Regions from separate parts of the Canis lupus genome. Here region 1 is linked to region 2. The links are chromatin contacts, called in public Hi-C maps. All regions are on one chromosome and are shown on one strand. The core of a region is the stretch at or near the end of the contact, and the rest is flanking DNA. Distances in the headings are between cores, read along the strand shown.

Region 1 (5,966 bases), core at 3,156-5,655, 75 kb after region 2:
GGCAGTATTATTATCCCCCCTTTCACGGATGAGCTGACTGAGGTACACAGAGGTTCAGTAATTTGCTCAACTAGTCAAGAGCAGACCTGGGATTCAAGGTCTAGAGCCGATGCCCACGTGTGCTTTACATAGTACCTCTCAATTACACAGCCCCAAGCTGGCCTCACAAGGCTCACTGTGGTGACTCTCAGGTTTGTTTTCTCACCCCAAGGAGAATTTATCCAAGAGGGTGGGGACCACAGCTTTCTTGTCCTACAGTGGCCTGCAGATTTTTTTGCTTGGGTATCCTCTAAAGACTTTGGAAAAAACAATAAACCCTCTCGGGGTCAGTCAGCACAGGCCGCTGTTAACAAAACGCCAGAGACTGGGTGACTTATACAATAGAAATCCATTTTCCAACAGTTCTAGTGGCTGGAAGCCTGGGATTGGAAGCCCAGCACGGTTGGGGGAGGGCTCTGTTTCTGGCTTGCAGACATCTGCCTTCTCACTGTGTCCCCCAAGGCTGTGTTCTTTTAAGGTCACTAATTCCATCCTTGGGGCCCCACCCTCATGGCCTCATCTAACCTAATCACTTCCCAGAGACTCATCTCCAAATACTATCACATTGGAGTTTGGGTTTCAATATCTGAATTTGGGGGCTGCTGGGGGCCCACATTCAGTCCATACCATGCAGTGTTTTTGTTTTTAAATTTTTATTTTTTTATTTTAGAGAGAGAGAGAGAGAGAGAGAGAGAGAGAATGAGCGGCCGGGGGGGGGGCAGAGAAAGAAGGAGAAGCAGACTCCCCGCTGAGCAGGGAGCCCAATGTGGGGCTCAATCCCAGGACCCCAGGATTATGACTTGAGCCGAAAGTAGATGCTTAGCCAACTGAGCCACCCAGGCGCCCCCACCCTCATGCAGTTTTAAGTTATGTTCAATGTTTCATGTTAGCTGCAAAAGATATTGTTTCAATTGTATCTGTAAATGTTTGTTTTTTACTTTTACAGTAAATGGTTTTTACTTTTACAGTAAAACGATTTCATTTTTTTTTCAGTAAAACTATTTTAAACCACTCTTTCAAATGTATCCAGCGTAAGATAAACATCAGAGTAATAGAAAAACCATCATCACTCATTTAAAAATTACATGGGAACACTTCTCATTAGGTCAGAAATTTCCTATCGTTTCATTTTTCTCTTTTTCAAAACTGTATTTCCATTCTATCTCAATACGATATACTTGTATGTTCAAAATTATTTAATGAAAAAAATTACTTAATGATCCTAGGTCTCTGAACACAGATTTTGTGTACTAATTGAAATTTTGTTATTTACATCTCAAGGTCAAAAAAATCCCTTCTGGGTTGAATGATTATCACAATTATTACTATAAGTGATCATTTATCATCGAACAACATATGTGGTATATCTGGACAAGCTATTACTACTGCCAAAGCATCTTTACAAGATGGACTGGGGGATGGGACATACTACTTGAACAAAGAGGCCTCCCTGACACAGTATTTCAATGCTCCCCCCAGAGATGTTTTCAGCTGGAACAGTGCACCGTGGTGAGATCCTGGCTCTGGTTATGCTGGAGAAGCCAACCATGCAAGACTAACCCAGCGCTAGGCCTGCCCCACAGTGGGTTCTCAGACAAATTGGCTTTCGCAGAGAGCTCATGTTCTGAAACCCGACTGCCCTAAAACTATCTGTGCCTCAGGTCCCTTGGCAAATCTGCACAGACACACACACACACACACACACACACACACACCCTGGGAGAATGCGTTCTCATTTGAAGCGTTCTGCCTTCCCTCAAACTGTTAAATGTGGGGGTTAGAGGAGGCTCCCCAACCCACAAGATAAGCCCAACACATCTACCTGGAATTTCTACACGGAAGTTTGTGGGTTTCTCTGCTGTCTGGAGAAGCAGATATTAACGTTTTCAAGCAATAATTTGCTTCAAATACACATGGTTCCCATTCCCCACCCTCACTCCCACCCCACCACCTGGCACAGGCCCTCAGGTGAGATAGTGGGTGGTGGTGCAGAAACAGGAAGGGGGGGTGAATGGGGGGGGGGTGACCAACACCTCCTCATAGGAATCCCCTCAAATGCTGCCCCTCTTCATGGCTGCTCCGAAGACCCAGACCCTTAAAAGCAGGCTGCTCCTCTCTGAGGTCCACACAGGATTCCTTTCAGTCTACTTACCCAAGTTTAAGTTCTCACGGGCTGGTAAATGCAGTGAGCTTATTTGCAAGCCAGGGTCATATCTGCCTAGCAACCCAACATGAAGACTAGAAGGGCTATAAACGTAGACAGAGAACAGGCTGGCCAACTTTGCACAAAGGAATCTGTTCTCATGCAAATGACCCAAAGCAAGATGGCTAGAAAGAGAGAGCAGAGGGGATAGCCTCAGGAGCCAATTTATTTCCCCAGAAGATGTTGAGGGACTTTTAAGGGCATCATCACAGCCTTGCCCACTGTAAATGAAGCACCGGAGGGGCTCTGCTGCCACTGGGCTTATGGCAGACACAAGAGAAGATACTAAAAGGGGAGCTGAACCCTAAACTTCAAATCCTGATTTTTCTGGTTCTGTCGTCCAGACTCCAAGGGTTCTTTTGTTCGCATTTAGAACTAAACAGAGTTAGTTTTGTTTGGGGGGGTTTTGATTAGCATGGTAATGCAGTGCTTTCCCTCTCTTTGCTTTCTCGGGAGGAGTGAAAAAAGCAGGGGTTTTCACGCTTGGTCTCACTAGGAAAGGGACCAAGGTGGAGCCAGCCTCTAACCAGGGCGAGCAAAAGTCACTGGCTTGTGGCTGGCAAGACCGGAGAGAGACTGGGTTTCCAACCTCCTCTCTGTTCCCCAAATGCAGGTGACAGATGTCATCTTTGGATGAGGTTCTGCAGCAAAAAGGGCCAGGGTGTGTCTATAAAAGTTGTGAAACCTTGGGTGAATCCCTCTGGTGCTCTGTGCCTCGACAACTCTCATCTGTAAAATGGGGATAGTGTCAACGGCAGAATGTTACCCCTGCAGAATGAGGTTAAAGTTAGATCACATGGGGACACCTGGGTGGCTCAGTGGCTGAGCATCTGCCTTTGGCTCAGGTCATGATCCCAGAGCCCTGGGATTGAGTCCCACATATGGCTCCCCAAAGGGAGCCTGCTTCTCCCTCTACCTCTGTCTGCCTCTGTGTGTCTCAAATAAATAAATAAATAAATAAATAAATAAATAAATAAATAAAATATTAAAAAAATAAAAGATCACATGTATGTATGGCATTTAATACAGTGTTGGAAAAAAAGAAAACATGCAAAAAAATCAATAAAAGGACTAATATTAAAATAATAGCAATTTAGTATTCGTGTGATGATCATTGCAGTAATGCCTCCCCAGAGAACTGTGCTTTCACTCTGGTCAAATACTCAGATGTGACTTTCTCAATTATTCATTCACACCTAGAGCTTTGGGCATGATTTGCCTAATGTTTTAAATCAAGAATCTGAAGCACCAGGAACTTCCCAGACTTGATTTGAATCGCTTAGTTATAAGTAATGGGCTACACCCATAGGTTCCCAATACCCAATACAGTAGATACTGTGCCATAAATATGACAATTCCATACTAAGAGCAGTGGCAGGTCCTAACGCACGGCAAGATCCTAAATGTCCAAGATTACACTTCGAGTCAGTCCAGTTTTAGCAATGCTGTCATTTCAGTGATTCGAGTCTTTTTTTTTTTTTTTTTTTTTTTTTATTTGGGATAGTCACAGAGAGAGAGAGAGGCACAGAGACACAGGCAGAGGGAGAAGCAGGCTCCATGCACCGGGAGCCTGATGTGGGATTCGATCCTGGGTCTCCAGGATCGCGCCCTGGGCCAAAGGCAGGCGCCAAACCGCTGCGCCACCCAGGGATCCCTCGAGTCATTTTTTAAACATCATCACGTCTGGATTCTTTCAAGAACAACTCGAAAAAAAAGAATCTTTTGCGGGGCTGGAGGGGTGTTGGAGTCAGCAATCGGTATGGTAAGCCATAAATAATAGCAACAATAAGGGCTAATGGGCACCTGGGACTCCCCGCATGCCAGTCACTTTGATCTGCACTTTACAGGCATCATAAAGCCTTCGATTCTGAGGATACCACCTCTGACCCCATTTTATGGATTTGGACAGTGACGCTCCCAAGAAGTGAAGGTGTTCCCGCAAGGTTGCAAAGCTCATCAGCTGCCCCCTGGCTGCACGGTACTGGCCGCCAACAGGGGACTTCCCACGGAGACACCTGCTCCCCACCTAGCCCACGCCACAGCTCGTAAGAGCACAGAGCAACGTTTAAGGGAGAGAAAGCAGGCAGCGACTGCAAAGGGATTTTTATTAAAACTCAAATCCCCGACTCCTCCCGATGGCGACCCCGCGCGCGCGCGCGCGCTCCCAAAGTAGGCTCCCTGGAGTTTCTGACATCAGAACCACTTTCTCCAACCCCAATGGAGGCAGCAACCCGCACCCCAGTCGGCGGGGACACGCGGAGAACAAGGCCCTTGCTTCCGAGCAGGTGTCCACTTGGCCCCGGGAAGGTGAGGTGGAGACCGGGAAGCCCGGTCTGCGCCCCCGCGGGCTCGGGGATGCCCGGGACACGACACACTGCTTTGTCCCCGTGACTAGATCGTAACCGGCTTCCCGGGCGTCGTCTGCGGAGTTCACAGTGACCTTGGGGTCGCGGCTGTCGGGATGGGGGGCACGAAGGCGTCCCGGCCCCTCCGGCCCCGGGGCTCTCCGCGGACCGCGCGGCCGTGCACCTGTGCGCGCGTCGCCAGCCGCCGGGGAGGGAGGATGCGCGCGCCCCGAGCGCCGATGCTGACTCAGCCCGCGGCTCCCATCCCTGCCGCGCGGCGCGGATGCCGGTGCCGCCGCCGCCGCCGCCGCCGCCGCCGCCGCCGCGGGGAGAGCAAGGCTCCCGGGGCGGCCCCGCCGCTGGCTGGCTGTCCGGGGCTCGCTGCGGCACCCCCTCCCCCGCACCCCCCACGGGGGAACCAGGCGCCAGTTGACGAAACGGGGGGAAGTGGGCGCAGGAGGAGGAACTCGGGGTTCGCGGCGCCGCGCGCGCAGCTCACACCCAAACTGGCAGGAACCTGTTCTGCCCGGGGCGGGCGCCGAGCTGCGCCCCGGCGCGCCCCCCCCTCCCCATCGCCCAGTCCTGCCCCCGCGCGGGGGGCGCCGCGGGAAGGGAGGCGGCCCCGGGGCCCCGCGCGCGCCCGGCCGGGGGGGGGGGGGTGCTGGGGGAGAGGTGCCGCCGCCCGAGCACGCCCGCGCTCCCCGCCCGCGGCGCAGCAGGGCGCCGGGGTCCCGCGGGGCAGGGCGCGCGAAAGGAAGGCCGCGCCCGCCGGGGGGGGGGGGGGGGCGCGTGCCAGGGACCCCGGCGGCGGCGCGGGGGGCGGGGGCGGGGAAGGGCCCGGGCGGCGACGCCGTTACCTTCCGTGACCCCCGGCCCGGGCCCCGGGCGGACGCGCGCCTGGCGCGGCCCCGGTCCACGTGGGCCGGCGCGCGCGCGCCAGGCCGGCCCCCTCCTTGGCGGCGCTCGGCGCTCGCAGCACATGGTCGGCGGCGGCGCGCCCCCGAGGCCGGCGGAGACCGGCTGCAGCCGGTATAGGATAAGGGATAGGCAGCGGCGCGGGGCCGGGGCGCGGGCAGCGGCGCGCAGGGCCCGGGCGCAGGCGGCGGGGTGGGGGGCGGGGGGAGGGTGTGGCCGGGGTGCCCGAGGCGCGGCCGCGGGTGGGGGGCCGGGGCCGGGGCGCTGCGGGCCGGGCGCCCGGTGCTCCGCCGCCGGGGCCCGTCTGCCGGAGGCTCGAGCCCACGCCCTAAGGGGTTAAACCTTTCTCATGTTCCCGAGCGGCTTATAAGGAGGGGGAGGCCAAGCCTCCGCCTTATTGGGAGCCTTTTGGGGTTTATTCTCTTCCCTTCTAACTTGGTGAGTTGGTTTTATTATTTTACATG
Region 2 (5,568 bases), core at 1,098-3,597:
AACGGTTCTTGGTGGGGAAAGGGCTGTGTCAAGTGTGCTGACTAGCTCGGAGCTTGCTGGAAATTTCGGCGAACGGTAGACAGACTTTGTTTTCCTATCTGTGGGGGCCGAGGGCCTGTGCTGGGGGGCCCCTGGGTGCCGGGAGCGCCCCTGAAGGAGGGCAGCCCACACTCACTGCCAGAGGCCTGAGGGAGGATGGTGCACTGAGCACACCCGACTCACCGCTGACGTAGAAGGCCTTGTAAGACCCCAGGCGGACCGTCTGAAGGGCTCCGAACTCTCCAGCAGCCCCGCTGTTGGGGTGAAACAGCACCTGAGAAAGAGCAGCAGAGCTTCCTAACCAGCCAGGCTCCCGGGGACTCCCTGGAAAGCATTTCTTTCTCTGTCATGGGGCCCGGCCCAGCACCCCCACCCCACCCTACCCTGGTCCCAAATGCTGACCGACTGGGGCCTGTGGTCCACACTGGCCAACCCCACCCCGGGGAGTGGATGCCTCCATGAAATAGCTATTTGGCCAGTTACTTAGATTGGCCCCCTCTCTGGTCAGATTCGCAGGCCCAGTACCAGCTACAGCATGTGCAGGGTCCACTGCAAAATCAAAGTGAGAGAAAGCTTGTTCAACGTTGGAGAGTTCCAAGACGGCACAGCACCTGCTCTTTAAACCAGCTGCGGGGCTGTCCTAAGTGCCAGGGGGATGGGGTGAGAGATGACTGTGCTGGTCACACACCAGCCCAGGCCCCAGCCCTCAGGCTCAAGATAGGGCCTGGGAACCTGCATGCCTTCCAGACCTTCCCAGGGATTCGGACGCAGGTGTTCCTCGGATCTCTTTGGAGAACCGACTTCGGCATCCAGGTGATTTTCTCGCTCTCCCTCGAGCAAGGGTGGCCTAAGAAGGCATGCTCGAGAGGACGGCTCGGCGTGATGTCTCGGAACCAGGCGCGGCCTAACATGGACAGCCTCACCTTTGACTCAACCCTACCCCACTCGGACTGAGGAAATCCTCCCTCATCGGGCCAGAGATGAAAGGATCACCCTACAAAGCGGAAACACCTAATTCAGGCTTGCCAAGGGCAGGATTTGGTAGAAAATAAATGACCAGTGTCCTTGGTCGGTTGGTGGGTTTGGGCTGGAAGCGTGAGACCGCCCTGGTATGAATCATGACCGATATATATCACTGGAAAGGCGCTTACGTGATTCAAAGTTTCCATGGGGCTAAAAAAAAAAAAAAATGAGAAACATCTGTTGGAGCAGTAAACAGCTGTCCCTCCAAGTTCCCGGGCTCTGAGAGGATGCCGCCGAGGGCGGGGCTCCTCCCACACCTGCAGCTTCCGTGCTGGGCTCTCGTGACAGTCGCCGCAAGGTCCCCGGCCAGCGTGATGACAGCAGGCTCCTTCCAAACAGGAAAAGAAGTCGTAACTCAAAACCCACTCTCCTGCCAGCCCTGCAGGAAGCCAAGCCCGTCACCGCAGGAGGCCGCTTGGTTTCCTTCTGGAGAGGGCAGGAAGTGGGGGACTCTTGTCAACCGACCTAAGACGCACTCAGACATCCAGGAGGTGGGAGTCGCGGTCCGCCGCCAGGTCAAGCCGTGGGCATCGTTTGAGCCTCAGAAACTCCATCAGTTTCCTGCCACGTCCAGGATATTTATGCAGCGTTACCAGAGGCAACTTCCAAAATCCAAGAGGAAGAGGAAGCAAAACTTGAGGATGGCTCACTCCCCGAAACAGGGATGGGTTTTGCTTTCCTCGGGGGCACACTGGCCAGGGCGCTGGGGTTCCCCATCCACAGAGGAAGAGGGCTGGCAAATGTGCACATGAACCACAGCCCAAGACAGGTCCTAGGTCCTCGGGGGAGGGCAGGGAGGACACCCCGTCCGAATTTCAAAGATGACGGTGTCTTCTGCAAAGCAGGTGCACGTTCCTGGTTGCCTTTCTTACCTGCTTTTGCTTTGTTTCATTTGGTTTTGTCGTTTTAAGCAGGGGAGCATCTCCTTAGGCCCTGGGGGCTGGTGCATATGTGGTGTGTGTGCGCGCGCACATACACACACACTCATACAAGGAGGGCTCCCCCAGTCCCCTCAGGTGGGGCTGCAAAGCTCTGTCTCCAGAAGTGGTGGGCCACTGGGGATGGCGCCTCTCACCACTAGGGGCCTCCCTAAGAGAAGTGATGGGAGTTCCAGAGCCTGCAACCCAGCTCCTGTCCCCTCAATGTATAGCTTCCAGGGAGGAGCCACGTGTCTTAGGACCCACAGCAGCCCCAGGCCGGTTTGGACTGGCTGGTGCAGAGCCATGAAAGAAGCCTTCCCTTTGCCAACAAAATTTGGACTTGTTGGTGGCCACCAGGAGCTGCCGTGTGACTTGACCAACGGCAACGTGACAACCTCCAGCTTGCATTCGAGAGTCAGGCAAGCCCCCAGTGGGATATTGGAGGCACCCTCTCCTACCCGTCTCCCCTCCCCCCCCTCCTCGCGGTTGCCCTCGGTGCCCAGACACAGACCCAGGTGCAAGACCCACCATGCAGCCTGGTGGCAGCTGCTGCGGGTTTTAAATACCACCCGACTTCCCCAGAGACCTCCAAGGGGACAATGAGAAGAAGGTCGAGAAGGCCGCTCTGCAGGAAACCCGACAGCCCACAACTGGCCTTTAAATGCCTGCACCTAGGGCCTGGGGAGGCTGCCAGGGGGCGCGTGGCCCTAGGTGGCTTCAGCACTTCCCACTTGCGGTGACTTCATTTGCAAAATAAGGAAGAGCCCCATTGCTCAGGCCTATTTGCATCCTGTTTTGAGATGATCATCTAGGAGTTACTTTGAGCCTCTTGAAACTGGAACTGTTTTCTAAACCAAGCCCAGGACACAGCCGAGGGTGGTGAACACAAGTAAATTGTGTTTCTCAAAATCTCCCCGGGGGGGCGGGGGGACACGTATGTGCGTATCCCGTATGTACATGGATAGGTGTGTGTGTGTGTGTGTGTGTGTGTGTGTGTGTGTGTGTGTGTGATCACTCACTTCACCTCCTGGCCTCCCTTCTGCAAACTCAAGACAATTTATTCTAGTCTGTTCGGCAGGTGGCCGGAAAAGACCAGACTCAGAGCCCACAACTACCTGTGTTGCCCTCAAACTCGAAACTCTGTGGGAATCTAGGGTCCTGGGAAGCGGGGCGTGGCCCGAAGGTGCCAGCACCCGCAGGCTTTTGCTCTTGAAGATACCATCAGTGGCTTCCGGCGGGCGGTCGGGGAGGCTGTTTCCTTCCAGGCCCTGGGGTGTGGTCAGGACTCCAGCTGCACACACACGCCCCGCGTCCCCCACGCGAACCCCCAACGGTGCTGGGGCTTGGGTCCCGTCCTCCTGCCTGGTGCCCCCACCCAGCCACCGCCGGGCACCACACCAGTAACCGTGAGGCCCCGAGCCCGGGCCTCGATGACCCGACGCAAAGCAGCGACCAGAGTGAGCTCTCCTGCCTGAGAGCGGAAGCGACCGCGAAGGAGCTGGCTTCCACAGGAGACCGGCCACGGCAAGGAGCCCAGAGTCCTTGAAGCACTTCCTGGTGACCCCAATTATTCTATTAGTAGCTGTGCTAATAAACACTCGGGAGCACCTCTGCACTGACGTCTTCCGTAACCCCCCAGGGTCACACACTGCCAACCTCCAGCCCCGAGGCGGAAACCATCTTCCTGCGGCCTCGCCGCTGCTCCGCAGTACAGCTCAGCCTGGAAGGGTCTGCAGTTCTAGAAGATTCCATACGCCAGGAGAAGTAGTGCTTCCTCGGAGGGCATTTCAGGCACGTCTGATGAGCCCTAGAAACTGCACGAATGCTCACAGAAGCACGGGCGGCCCTCTTGAGGCCAGAGGGCCGCCTGCCCTGGGTAGGCCCAGCCACAGGGGCGGCTTGGGTGACCGCCGCCGCACATCTGAGCAGCATTTGAGTCACTTCCATGTGACCCTCGGTAGAGACGCAAATAGACCCTTTGATGTGTGGGTCCCTAACTGAGAAGCCATGTGCTCTCACCGGGCCCTACAAAGGGGTTTGGGGTTCCCTCCTCCCACTTCCTCTTCCTTTTGGTGAAAGGAAAACACACGGAAATGACATGGAAAGGCCACTGGGCCCGATGCTTCCGGGCTGTCACTGCCCCCGGGTGCCTCAGCACACATGAGGAGGGGACCCTGGGGCCCTGGGAAGCAGAAACCCAAAGCCAGTGCAGGGGCTGCGGAGTCACATGTCGGGCCGTCCAGGAGCCAGGGGGCAGGTCAGAGGCATAAAGCCCTCGTTGGCCCTGCCGTCCAAGAGCTGTTTCATTCATGTGTCTGTTCATTCATTTATTCGTCAGATCCGTAGTGATTGCATGCCCGTGGGTGCCAGGCACTGTGAGGCGCACAGGGAATTCTCAGTGAGATCCCTGCTTTCGGGAAAGTTCCATTCTAGTCGGGGAGCCCCACGATAAACAAGTCACTCACACTACTCAGCCATCTCATCCAACAAAAATGTGCCAGGTGCCTACGATGTCTCAGAACATTCAGTAACTGTGAAAACAAATCATATGCTATGGGGAATAAGCATCCCCATACACCCGCTCTAAGCCAAGGTGTTAAATTAAGTCTGGATTGGCAAACCGGATTGATCATAGGAGAAAGGGGTGGGGTAGAAAGAGAGGTTCGTCTCAAAGGAGCCATCTATCAGGCTTTCTCAAACTAGGTCTGGAGCAGCCACCTCCATGTAGCGTCCAAGGATGGTTCTCTCTGCACAAAGGCAGCCCCGGATGAGAGGCAGCTGGCCAATCTCCTGAAGAGCCTGAGAAGGGCGCACACCCCCTTCACTTACCCTGTGCCCAGTCTGCGACCAGCCAAAGAGCACCTCGGAGGCATCCAAACCGTCAAAGTGTCGGTCCTGGGGCAGGCTGGCCCCAGCCAGAGCTACCACGGTGGGGAAGATGTCCAGCACACTACAGAAAGAACAAGACAGTGTTGACCCTGGCTATTCCCAGACTCTCTCCCTGGCCATGCTATGGTCAAGGCCCACCCAAACAAGCCCAGACTGAGCATCCACATCCTCCCATATGGCCCCCTCCTCTGCCTGCCTGTCCTTTCTTTGGGTTCCACCTGGATTTCTTCTTCTTCTGGAAGAAGCAGAATGGCACAGTGGTTTCGCACCCAGGCCCGGTGGCTGAGAGTTAACTGGACTCGAATCCCAGGGTTGTATCTATCTGGCTTCTTAATGCCTTCATTTTCTATTTTCTAAAATGGGCATGATGATAGTGCCCACTTCAGAAAGTACTGTGTGGATGAGGCACACAGATAAGGCATAGAGAAGAAGACCTGGCACTCTGGAAGGGCTCATTGGGTGTTTGTGTTATGATTATTCACAAGAGGGGTGCCTGGGTGGTTCCAATGGTTGAGCATCTCCCAGGGTCCTGGGATCGAGCCCTGTGTTGGACACTCTGCTCAGCACAGAGTCTGCTTCTCCCTCTCTTTCTGCCCCTCCTCCCACTTGTGCTCTCCATCTCTCGCTCTCTCAAATAAATAAAATATTTTTTAAAAAATAATTATTCACAAAAGCACCCCTATGGACCTACCTAAGA

The links. Hi-C and Micro-C count contacts between places; a contact is called where the count stands out from the background.
Region 1: a Hi-C map of blood shows a contact between it and region 2, with 4 times the contacts expected there. The contact joins the promoter of SLC16A6 here to the enhancer-like site in region 2. A contact is called at or near these places in 4 of 9 Hi-C or Micro-C datasets (blood and skin fibroblasts).

Annotation. Positions count from the first base shown.
Region 1 is chr9:11,887,876-11,893,841 of UU_Cfam_GSD_1.0, forward strand. It overlaps SLC16A6 (monocarboxylate transporter 7), which reads left to right and starts at 4,406. Exons shown (of 6, transcript XM_038546781.1): 1 at 4,406-4,549.
Region 2 is chr9:11,815,159-11,820,726 of UU_Cfam_GSD_1.0, forward strand. ARSG (arylsulfatase G) reads right to left here. Exons shown (of 11, transcript NM_001048098.1): 9 at 4,812-4,932; 10 at 223-313. Among named protein-coding and RNA genes, the nearest start is that of WIPI1, 40 kb to the left of the region's middle. Within about 2 kb of position 2,348, at least 7 of the 20 cell types and tissues checked have an H3K27ac peak or open chromatin away from gene starts, as enhancers often do. A contact at or near this core is called in blood, where this site is marked.